Linked DNA regions of Mus musculus: region 2 is linked to region 1. A link is a contact called in public HiChIP or PLAC-seq data. All regions are on one chromosome and are shown on one strand. The core of a region is the stretch at or near the end of the contact, and the rest is flanking DNA. Distances in the headings are between cores, read along the strand shown. Region 1 overlaps Hephl1 (hephaestin-like 1). Region 2 holds the start of Vstm5 (V-set and transmembrane domain containing 5).

Region 1 (6,058 bases), core at 3,300-5,799:
TGAGTCTACCTCTGGAGATGCTCTCTCCCCCCCCCCCAACCCCATGCAACTCCTTAGGTGTATTCTGTCCTCTTCTTAATGAACTCTTTTGCTTCATGGTAATCATGAAATTCTTTTCTATCCAGAAGTCATGATCCCTGCTATACCCACATGAAGTTTTCTGGAAAGGACTTTTTGAGTGTCATAGGTAACAATGTCATGTAGTGGGTAAGGGGTCAATTGACAGGGTTCATCTCCCATTGTTGCTGACAGACGACACTGGCCTCAGACTTGAGCACACTCACCTGACCCTCCTGAGTACTTTTATTGTAGGCACACACCACCACACCCAGTTGGCTTTTTATGCTTTAATAACAAATGTACACACCCCTATGAGTAGGCTGCCTTGAGTCAACATCTTCCTATTAACTACCACCATAGCCACATTGCAGAAGACCCCACCAAAAGCTTGTTTCAAGTCCTTAGTTCCTTTGAACTATGCACATCCCATCCCTATCCAGTAAGAACAATAAGCCTTTGCCTTAGCTGTGTACAGAGAAAGTAAAACAGAAGTGATGCTCTGATGTAACTTCATTTTCTTTTTCTGATATAACAGTGGGTAGTAATCCAACTTTGGGTTTTGGGATTTCTATTTTGTCTCCCTGAAGCCCCTTTGCCTTGTGAGTGATGAGGCAAACAGCTGGTATTTAACTTCAGAAAGGCAAGTGGCTGCAGCTGTGGTGTTATTTAAATTGGAATAAGCTGTTGTTTGCCCAGTGGCAATGTACAGATGCTCAGTAAACATTTGTTGAATAGATGGCTGTGGTGATCTGTAGCTAAACACTTGTTCCTCTGTTGGTGACACTGTCTGGGGAGGTTATGGACCTCTTAGGAGGTGGAGCCTTGCTGGAGAAGCACATCACTCAGGGTGAGCTTTCAGAGTCCCTAACTTCACCCACTTTCAGTCAGCTCTGGCTCTGTTTGCATCTGCAGATGTGAGTTCTCAGTTTTCCACTCTAATTGCTTGACACCATGCCTCCTCTAATCTTAAAGATCTTGTTCCACTGGAGCTGTGAGCCCAAATAAACTTCCTTCTGGAAGTTGACCTGAGCATAGTGCTTTTTCACAGCAATAAAAAGTAACTGATAAAATGGTTTGATTTTTTTTAATTGATAGGGTCTGCTTACGTTTCATTTCTAAAAATGCATCTATTGTTACTGTATGTGTGTACATGTGCCCGATGGGGTGTTGTTTAGAGTGTGTGTGGAGTGTGTCACAGTGTGTGTGGTGTCAGAAGAGAATGCTCAGGAGTCAGCTCTCACCTTCTACTTTATTGAGGCTGCAGGTCTCTTGTCTCTGCTGTGGGACATACTTGAGGCTAGCTAGCCTATGAATTTCTGGCTGATTCTCCTGTCTCTGCCTCCCATATTACCCTATGTAATGAAAAGATGATCATTGTCATATGTCACTGGGGCACTGCAAATTAAAGTAACGAGTTGATAACACCATATACCTGTTGGAATGGCCAAAGTTTAAAACAGAAAATATTGGTGAGGATATGGCAAAAGAAGGCCCTCTCACTCTAGGTGGGAACATAAAAGCATGGCCACTTCTGAAGACAGTTGCAGTTTCTTTAGAAAAAAAAAAAACCTTCCATTTCTTATCACACAATCCAGTGACGAGGGTTCTTAGTATGTATTCAAAGGAGTTGAATATTTATGACTATACAATAACCTTCATGTGACTATTTTTTTAAAAACCTGACCACCATTTAGAATTATCATGTACAACCTATGTTAGCATCAAAATTGTTCATCTTGTCTCCCTTCTCACCCCTCAACTTATCTTAGTCACTTCAGAGAAATACGTGATGAAGAGGTCGGATCCTGGAGTCAAATAAACAGGGTTTCCGTCATCATTCTCCAGGGCCCTGCCTAGTCATCTGCTATTCTGTGGCTTCATCATTTGTTAAGTGACAGAACCAGACATATTTCATCAGCTCTAAGGGTAAAATTATCACATTTAACATATCTGAAGTTAGGATGCATCACTAAATTTGTAACATGTTATATATAGTTCAATGGATGGTGTATTTCTTTTCTTTTTTTTTAGTAACATAACTCAACAATGGACTCAATGAAGTCAATTAATGACTTCAGAACTGGTGAAATATGTCTGCATTGTTGGATTGTTGTACGGATCGATTAAGGGTTTTAGTTGTTTCTTTTTAATTTCAAATGTAGAACATGATTTCTGCCACAAGGGAGCACTCAGCGTGTGTTTGTCATGAGTACTCCTGACTACACTGTGAGGTCTGGGACAGGGCTCTATTTCTAGTACTGGGTCATTGGATAGATAAGGAGCTTATACCCCGAGACTAGGCAGAGAGACTCATGGAGGACAGCTCTCCCAGGCCCTCAGAGACCAGAAGAGGAGATCCTGGTGTCTCATCAGGATGGGACAGACTTTGGTGTGACTTACCTGGCTTTGTGACAGGCACATTAAGGAGTTTTCCATTGTTTGAGTCCTCCACACCTTGGGCTGCAATGGAGTAGGGCCGGCTGGCTTTGTTCTTAAAGATAATGAGAATGGAGTCCCCCACCTCAGCATGAATCATTGGTCCTAAAGACAAAATACAACCAGGTATATCACAAATACTGTGCCATGCTTTGCTGACCAGCCTGAATTCAAGTTCTTCCTTCCCTTAACAGAAGGCCTTGGATGAGTCACGTGATCAGAATCTGTTTTCTTATCAGCAGAATGGGTTCACTAAGACTGTTGCCATAGGACTATTAAATAGCAGTGTGTGTGTATCATAGAGTTTATTATTGTTCAACAAAACCAAGTATTCAGTAAATTCTTCTTACTGTTGAGCAGTAGAGCTTCAGTTGTAATCTATGGTCAGTTGCATGAGAAGTGTCCCCATAGTCTTGGGCATTTGAATGCTTGGTCTCCAGTTGGTTAGCATTGTTTGGGAGGTGTAGGTGGTAGCCTTGCTAATGAAGTATGTCGGTAGGCATGGGCTTTAGGATTAAAGTCTTCACACTGTTTTCAGTTTGCTCTCTCTGTTTTGTCCTTGCCCTAAAGATGTGAGCTTTCAGCTTCCTGCTCCAGCTCCTCCCTGCCCTGACAGGCCCTTAGCTCTCTGAGACTGTAAACCCAGATAAACTCTTCCTTCTATAAGTTGCCTTGGTCATGGTGGTTTTTTTTTTTTCACAGCAACAGAAAAATAACTATTGCTCATACCTGTACCAAACATTAAGGAACCTAAAATTGCATATGCCTGATAAATAGATTTGTTACTAATGATGGGTATCAATGGGTAGGTAGTGAAGGAATTTATGGTAACACAGTCATTGCTAATACATGTCTAGTGCTGACTCTCATTATGTGGATATTGTGATGGTAGTTTAACTTCGACTTGACCCACCTGAGAAGAGTCTTAATGAGGGATTGCCTAGATCAGGCTGACCTGAAGGAGTGGGGATTGTCTTGATGGCCTTAACTGATATAAGGAGACAGCCTGAAAGTTGCAGGTTTGGGGCCTTGGACTTCCTGAGAGTAGAGAAAGCTAGCTGAGCACTAAGCATGCATGCATTCCTCTGCTCTTGGCTGTAGATGTGATGTGACCAAGCTGTCTCAGGCTCTGGCTGCTGTGACTTCACAGCTGTAGCTGTGAGCTAAAATAAAGGCTTTCTCCTCTAAGCTGTTTGTTGTCAGCATGCACACATACACACACACACACATGCACACACGCACACACGCACGTACACTCGCTTTCCTGTTGAGAGCAGCTGGTTTTTGTGTGTCCATGAAGGTGAGCCCCGAATCGGCTGGAGGGGGGAGGTTTGCCAAGTGCCTCTTGCTTTGCAGTGCTAGGGAAACACCTCAAAAAGATTTAGTGTGGAGACACAGCTTTGTGGTGCAGACTCCCCGCTAATCACTGAGTGTCCCTTCTCCTTCAGCATTTGGTGTGTTCTGCACTCATCCAGAGATAAGCCCTTAATTAGCTGGTAAGTGGTATGTCACCACCCACCCATTCATTTGGCACTGAAGCAAGCCTGCCTTTGATTTGAAGAGATATGGCTAAAGTTGATAATACATTTACATTTTGTTGAACTATAGTTATCTCCAGAAGTAAAAAAAAGAAACTGCTATGAATTTAAGCAGTAAGCATGGACACAGTTCAGACAGTTTGCACACATTAATCATTACTGTTCATGACTCCACTGCACAAGCCTTGCTGTGCTGGCTTAAAAATGATGCCTTCCGGCTGACAGTGCTATGTGATGGGACACACAGTAGTGGTGAACAGATGTGGACCTGTGCGTGTCCACTGAGTTTCTGAGAGTCCAGGTCACTGTAAGCTGCAGGTGACAGAAAAGGCTTCACTCTAACACTAGAGACACTGGGGCTGCTAACTTGCCCCCAGTGTAAGTCACTCATTTCTCTCAGTTACTGATCAAGCTGGGCTCTTGGGTCTCATGCCCCGCCCCCTCAGCCTGCCCAACCCTTTCCTTTGGAGCTCTGTGCATACTAACTGCTCCAGTGTGTGACTCATGGATAGCTCATGTGGACTGACAAGCAAGCTGGTGAGACAACAAAACATGGCGGGGTGGGGGAGGAGAGCACCTAATCACTGTAAGGCTGTTGGCACGCGTAAACCACACTTGAAAAGTTAGTGTGGTGTAGAAAGCATTTCTAAAATCCTTTAGGTTGGACTGGCATTGTTGATGGCCAGCCACACAACTGAGGTACCAGTCAGCCTGGAGTCCATGCATATATCATATGCCTAGTCAGGTCTGAGGCCCAGGGGTCAGGTCAGGACCTGTCACCCTCGGCAGCCACCTCACACAAGGCGGTCCTTTTTGTTCTTACTTGGTTTTATAGTATGTTCTATGTCACTGTGCACATGTGAACCAGGACCTTAAGGATGTCTCACAGACACTCTACGTGATGTCCTGAGTCATCAAACCTTTAAAAAGGGAAATTTCTCAGTTCAATAGAAAGGCAAGAAAGAGTATGAGACACCAGGTAGACTGCCCTGAGGACGAGGATCCTGCGGTGTGTGAGAGGTAGGCATGGGGCGGGGAGGGGGAACAAGAGAGATGCCCATGCTTGGGGCTGACAGTCTGAAATCCGCCATACCCAGGAGTTGAAGGTGCTCTTCTTGAGGTGGCCGAGCTTTAATCTCCACAAATTCTCCATTTGTATATTCCCTATAAACAACCTTCCTGTACTGAGAGCCAATCCAGTTTTCAGTGTGGTTCATAAATATATCTCCATGTCTGTAAAGAAAAGACATTAGAAATCAAGGTTGTCAGAAGATGGGGAGACTGTGGGTGTCTGTCATCTGGGGTGATTCTCCCCCAGCTGGGATCAGGGTCTCCCCAGGGAGTTGGCTTTTGCACCATCTCTGAGAGCAGGGCTAAAAATCAGTACCTCGGAGCTCCTTCTGTCCTTATGGGAGGAACCCAGCTCAGACCCATGGCCACCCTTGGAAACCATTACTGTCACCTGCTGCAGGGCTCTAAACTGGGCTAACCTCAGAGAATCCTAACAGAGGCTGTGCTTCTCTGGCTGACACTACACACACACACACACACACACACACACACACACACACTCCTCATAGCTCTGAAATCCTCCAGGTTTCATGGCCAGCCATCATTCTATATCCCTTGCTGGCATTCCCCCACTCCCACCCCCACCCCTGCACCCACACAGCTACCACTGCCCACCGCAAGCCTGGAGGGTGTATACTGTGAATGTAGCTGTGTACAGATGAGTAATTCTTGTTATTTTTATTTTCTAGAGACCTACACAAATAGTGGGTTGTATGTGTAGCTGTTCAAAGACACGTTAACAGATGTCTGTGTTGTGTTAACACTGACCTCAGTTCACAGAGCTAACCTGAAGGAAGCTTCTCCTAGTCTTTTATTTTTCTCATAAACACAATTCCAGCACTATTGTGCCAGGAGAAATGAGAGAGGGCTTCTGCACCCCTCTTCTTTCTAACAGCAGACCATGTAAGGCACACAAATGCAAAACACAGGCCAAGAGCACTCGATCATAACAG
Region 2 (5,957 bases), core at 2,779-5,278, 170 kb after region 1:
TCTCAGAAGCACTCAGAAATCTCCTCACAGGACTCCATTCTTGGACCATGCTCCAACAGCAGTGGTAGAATGATGCCCTTGAACTGTGAGTCAGAATTGACTCTTCTTCCTTAAGTTGTGTTGTCAGATGTTTTGTCTCAGCAACAAGGCAAATAAGTCATGCAACCCCATTCCCAGAACATCTGAATGGGGTGGAGCCTGGACCACGGCGCCTTTCTCTAACAGTTGCTGGATGCACAGAGGTCCACACAACCAGAGAGTTAAGTGGCCAGTCAGAGCAGGCTTTCAGAGTGTTATTGAATCTTTCTACCAGCTTTTTATCTCAAGAGATTACTCCTTCTAATATGTGTTTCTCATGCTTCAGACTTCCTGGTTCATACATTCACTTGACAAGCAGTCATTTTGTGCCTACCACATATCAGCTGCCAGGTTAATGGCAGTGAGGAAAACAAGTGTTTCCTTTTAACCTTGGGCTCCACAGAAAAGGGACCATGGACCTGGAGGCCTCTCTTGATTTGGGCCATTGAATCTCCATCAGTGTGTGAAGCCCTTGGGACTTGGATCCATGCGTCATTGATCTTTGGAGTAACAATACTTCCAGCTTCAGGGCATGCTGGGTAAATGTTTGATGAGCTAACCAGTAAATGCACAGGATGTGGGAATTGGAAATATTTTAGAAGTCCCCTTATTCTCAATTAAAAAAAATGTTTCTAACATTTTAGTGTGCTTTGTATCCTGTGCTTGAGATCAAACTCAGCACTTCAAGATCCTGGGCAAGGGGTCTACCACTGCATCCTACACAGCCCCTATCTATCCAAATGTGGATAGATTAAAAATAGATGATTGGCTCTTTGGCTGTATGAGATTGTTGACTGTAAACATATTCATTAATCTTATATCCTGTGACCATAGTATCTGACAGAAACAACTTGGTAGACTGGGATTTATTCAGGCTTATACTTTCAGAAGGCTCCAGTCTGTCACAGAGGGTAAGGCAGGGCAGGACAGCTCCATTCATGCCAGGGAGCCTGTGTGGAGGACACTGTTCAAATTACAGCAGACCAGGAAACTAAGACAAGAAACTGGTATTGGTATCTGCCAAATGTCTGACCCTCGTGACCTTTAGGCTCCATCCTAGGTTCCTGAGGTTCCAACAAAGCAGCACTGGGTGGAGGAGGAGCATTCAAGCAAAGCCCCTAGGCGAGCACTTTGGATGCTAATTATAAGGCTGGGATTTTAGATTGGGCAGACTTGGGAAATGGCTCAGCCACAGTCAGTAAAATGCTTGCCTTGCAAGCAGGAAGGCCTGGGTTCAGATCCCCAGCACCCGCACTAAACAAACAAACAAACAAACCATAGCAGTGCACATCAGTAACCCAGGACCAGAGACACAGAGACAGGAGGACGGTGAGGACTTCTGACTACCCAGGGCAGCAAGTCAGTGAGCTCTCAGGTCAGTGGGAAAGCTGGTCTCAAAAATAAGGTGGAGAAAGGCCACAGAAGCTCTTGCCCTTGACTTTTGGCTTACACACACACACACACACACACATACACACACACACACACACACACTTTATTTTATTTTAAATTGACAGATAGTAATTATTGTGCATGACCTAGTATGTTAAAGTATGTGTACACAGTGTCAGCACAGTGTGAATACGGAGCTGAATAAAGTAGCACAGGTCAGATGGTCATCACTTGCGAGCCTTCTTCCACTCAGCGTTCACTCAACACATTTCGTCATTAATTATCATTTCCGTGCTGTGCAGTAAGTAGATGTCTTGAATATATTCCCCCTAATTGTAATGTCCTGTCTTTCAACCAACATTAGCTTTATGTCACAGAAATCCAGTTCAAGCTACTGGGGAAAGTGAGAGTTCAAACCCCAGAGCACACACTGTATCTGCTTCTCTCCCTGGGTCCCGGCCCAGTTTGTCTCATCTTAGCTTCATTCTTTTGACTTTTAAAATATTTTTATTTTTGAAAGAGAGCCTTGCTACGTAGCCCAGGCTAGCCTCAAACTTGGTTTCCTTCTTCCTCAGCTTCTTAATTCACCATACCTGACTTAGCTTCATTATGAGTCCAGGACTTCTTGTGTGACAGGCATGGGTGGTAATACCTGTAGGTTCATGTCCTCTGCTTTAGCAATCCCAGCAATGGCCACATGCCACTCCCAGGGAGTCCCCAATGGTCTCATCTTTTTACCCATGAGCCAATGATAGCCAATAAAGAGGACACTGTGAGTGCAGTTCCAGGGTAGACCATTCTTGTTCTCACCAGAATGTGTGTGTGATGGTTAAAATGACCAACTTAATGGTTCTAGAGTCACCTGGGAAAGACGTCCTTTGGCACACCTGTGAGAGATTATCTAAATCTGGTTAATTGGGGTAGGAAGGCCTACGTTAACTTTGAGGGACACCATCCCGTGGGTGAGAATCCTGTACTAAACAGAAAGGAGAATGCAAGCTGAGCCCCAGCATTCATCCCACCCAGAGTCTTACTGCAGATACAACCCCCCCCAAGAGCCAGATCACAGTAGGGCGTGCTACATCCCATGGTCTCCTGGGAGAGCATGCTACACACCGCTGTCTCCTGGCACTTCCTGTCTTTCTGTTCCTCCATCCTCACCTAGCGAGATTTGTCCTCACTTGAAATTTCACGAAATATGTCAAGAGCTCCAGATCTAAGGAGAAGGAATGTCTTCGAGGCAGGAGGAGAGCTGTGAAGCGTTTCCTGGAAAGACTACTTCTCTCCAGCTCAGAACAATGAGTGTATTAAGGTTACATTAGCAAGGGTCAGGAACATGGGTGATTCCAGCGGCTGCATTACAGAGAAGCCCAGCCCAGCCCATCACTGGGGCTCCCTCTACAACTTGCAGCTCTGTGGAAGAGTCTCCTCTCCCTGGCAATGGCATACTCCAAGAGTTCTCTAAGTGCCCTAGTGCCCTGAATCCTTTGAGTGGCTTGTGCTTTGTGAGCTGCCTCCTCCTTTCAGGAAAGAGTGTCTCAGCTGGAAGGAAACGGCTACACAGCAAGCAGCCACCGCCCTTTCTATCCTTTCCCCAGGAAAGCAGAATCTTTTCCAGAGCCGCCCTCCCGAGTAGACTTCCCTTTTAAGTATCACTGCTGTTTGCTCGGAATCTTATTCCCTAGTAAGAAGATCTAGCTCTGACGAAGTAAACCATACTGCCACAACTAGCTTGGGCCAGTTTTAGTTTCCCCGACTTCCACATCTTTACACATCACCACATCCCCCTTTGAGTCCAGCTGCTTTGAGTCTTACAGCATCCTGGTTCTTCATTTAACAGCAGACTATATAGCAGTTGGTCATTGTTTGCAGGCCCCACCCCTTGCTAGGATTCCTAAAGTACCTAGTCACTCCTGAGGATTCCAGAGTGCTGAGATTACAGGAGGGCCACCTCTAGGGGCTCTGCAAATCAGTGTGGTTGTGTCTCTAAGTGTAGCTCAGGCATCATTCCAACACTGTCCTGTGGTGGAACGCCCACCTGAGCCAGGTCCCAGACAGAACGCAGCTTTCAGAATCCTTTCCTGGCTGGCTGAGTAACTGGCCGGATGGATGGATAGTCGGACGGATGGACGGACGGACGGACGGATGGATGGATGGACGGACGGACGGACGGACGGACGGATGGATGGATGGATGGATGGATGGATGGATGGAGCATAACTGCATCTACTCCACAGAGCCAGCCTGAGTCACCCTATCTGTTTCCCCTCACTCCTCACACCCCAGGCTGTCACTTGGCTTTCCTAAAAGCCTCCCACTTGCCCATGAAGTCCTCAAATTGTCTTTTTGGACCCTTGAACAGCAGCTAGCACTAGCCCTCCCCCCAGTCACCTCCCTGCACTGAACCTTGAATTGATAAAGTGGGTGTGACCCTCAGGAAATTGCTCATTATTTGCCATTAGTGCCTCTGAGTGCGTGCCTTCCCATTACCCCATATCTTTGCATATTTATAGTCCTCCGTTCTTTCACTCCTCCCTCCCTCTTCCCTTCCTCCTTTCTTCCCTCTGTCCTGGGAACTGGTTGAACCAGAGTACAACCTGCTCATCTGCCTCTGGCGGAGCAGCTGCAGGAGCTGAGACGTGCTGAGTTGCAAGCAGAGCAGCAGAGCCAAGGCTTGGGAGGCTAGGCTGGCGCGCTACGCTGCGGGGCGCTGCTGAGGGCGAGCATTGGACCGGCCACCTCCCCGAGGCCCATGCGGGGTTCTATACAGCCCGCGGCTCGCTCATGAGACCACTGCGGTGCGGGGAGAGGACCCAAGGCATCCCGCTGGGGCTGCTCGCGTTCTGGGTGACTGCTGCCCGCTGTCTGCAGAGTAAGTGCCTGATTGGGAGACCTCGTAGGTGGGAGCAACATGGAGGGTGGGAAGAACATCGCTGGAAGGAACGTCCCCTATGGTGCTGTCGGGAGGCCAAGGTGATGCGGGCTAGTCTCATTTCACCGCCTCTAAGCTGGCGGGGCGCAGCTGGAGAGTCCTAGGCCGAGCCAAGGCTCTCTCAGTGCTCTGGGCCGCTGTGGCTGCTGCTGTCAAAGCAGGAAGCCGTCCTGGAGATAACTCGCTCCCTGCCGGGCCCTGGCCTCCTGGGCAGCAATTTTTATTTTCTTTCTGAAAATAACCAGGCTGCAAACCCCAGGGTGCTCACTGTCACTCTCTGGTGGTAGACCCTCCTTGGGTTTCCTGGGTCCTATGGATCTCCCTTAACATGCAGCAGACTTCCAGGTAGCCTGGGGCTCAGGAAAAGAGGTCGTGGGGTTCACTGGAGCATGAGACCAGAGAAGGTGCCCTGTGAGGCAGCACTAGAATGGTGAGTCAGAATGTGGTACACATTGAACATCATCTATAGACACGAAAGATTATAGTGCAATTCTCTTCTTGTTCAAGGACTAACATTATTACCATTACCATCTTATGGGTCAGTTCATGGAGGTTTAGAGAAGCCAGAGACGGGTGGCTGGAGTTAAGAGGGCTGGTGGGGAAAGCAGATCTTCATCAAGCGCCTTTGTTCACAGATTCTTGGGATCCACAAACTTCCTAACCATTTAGCCCATATGAAATGAGAGCCTCTTTTTCTGTGTTCTACAAGTGCTGCAACTGAGGCACGGGAAGGCAACACTGCTCAGGGAAGGTGACTACCTACCTAGCGTGCGGTGAAGCCAAGGCTCAAACAGCTTCTAGGTCTTTTCTTGGAGACCAGCCTTTGTATTTGTAAGACTCAGTAAGACTGGGCTGAGATGGCTGGGCTGTGGCTTCTGCCGCTGGGGGGCCTGGACTTAGCCCCTTGTTAATCCATCAGGTAGGAATCTTGACAGTGATCTTTCCCGTTGTTTTCCCAAGTACAAGTTTCTTGTCACCATTCTTGCTCTTGGTACAGCCGTCTGTCTGTGATGTTCAGAGGGTAATATCCAGAGCCTGACTTCTCCCTGCAGGAAGCAGGCCACAGTAGGATACAGTGGTTAACAATTTTTCCTTTGACGTGGCCTTTGAAGGAGGTAGGTGCTGCCTTCTGGGAACACTTAGAACCCAGATTTGGGAAACCAGAGGACTCTCTGCAAAGGAACCCACACTTACCTGGTCCTAGCAGTTAGATGGGAGCCACCATGACAGTGTGACATGTAAGCCTGAGGAGTAGGTGAAAGTCTGTGTCACCTGGTGACTGTCTCCTGCCCGGCTGTCACCAGGCAGGTCAGTACTGTCCGCTCTGATGAGCCCTGAGTCTGCCCCTCTCCAACCAGGAGCAGCTCTTCCCAAATGCCGAGTGGGTGTGAGCCTGCTTGGAGGGGGCCTGTGCTGGAGGCCAACCCAGCAATGTGGAGAGGGCCTCTCCTCTCCTCACCAGCTCCCTGCATCCTCTGCCTCCTCAGCTTCTGCCAAAGGCTGGGGTATAACTCAATGGCAACTCTTTTCTAGCATGAACAAGGCCCTGTGCTTG

Evidence for each region. HiChIP or PLAC-seq counts read pairs in DNA pulled down with a chosen protein or histone mark.
Region 2: a contact with region 1 is called in an HNF4G HiChIP or PLAC-seq map of pancreatic cancer cells. The contact joins the promoter of Vstm5 here to the enhancer-like site in region 1. A contact is called at or near these places in 2 of 39 promoter capture datasets (hippocampal neurons and pre-B cells), 1 of 484 Hi-C or Micro-C datasets (nephron progenitors), 1 of 115 datasets of contacts at active chromatin or transcription factors (pancreatic cancer cells) and 1 of 9 other capture datasets (adipose tissue).

What each region holds. Positions count from the first base shown.
Region 1 is chr9:15,064,577-15,070,634 of GRCm38.p6, forward strand. Hephl1 (hephaestin-like 1) reads right to left here. Exons shown (of 20, transcript NM_001164797.1): 13 at 5,128-5,267; 14 at 2,461-2,601. Among named protein-coding and RNA genes, the nearest start is that of Panx1, 22 kb to the left of the region's middle. Within about 2 kb of position 4,550, at least 73 of the 459 cell types and tissues checked have an H3K27ac peak or open chromatin away from gene starts, as enhancers often do. A contact at or near this core is called in pancreatic cancer cells, where this site is marked.
Region 2 is chr9:15,235,017-15,240,973 of GRCm38.p6, forward strand. Vstm5 (V-set and transmembrane domain containing 5) reads left to right here and starts at 4,029. Exons shown (of 4, transcript NM_026955.2): 1 at 4,029-4,342. The coding sequence starts at 4,255.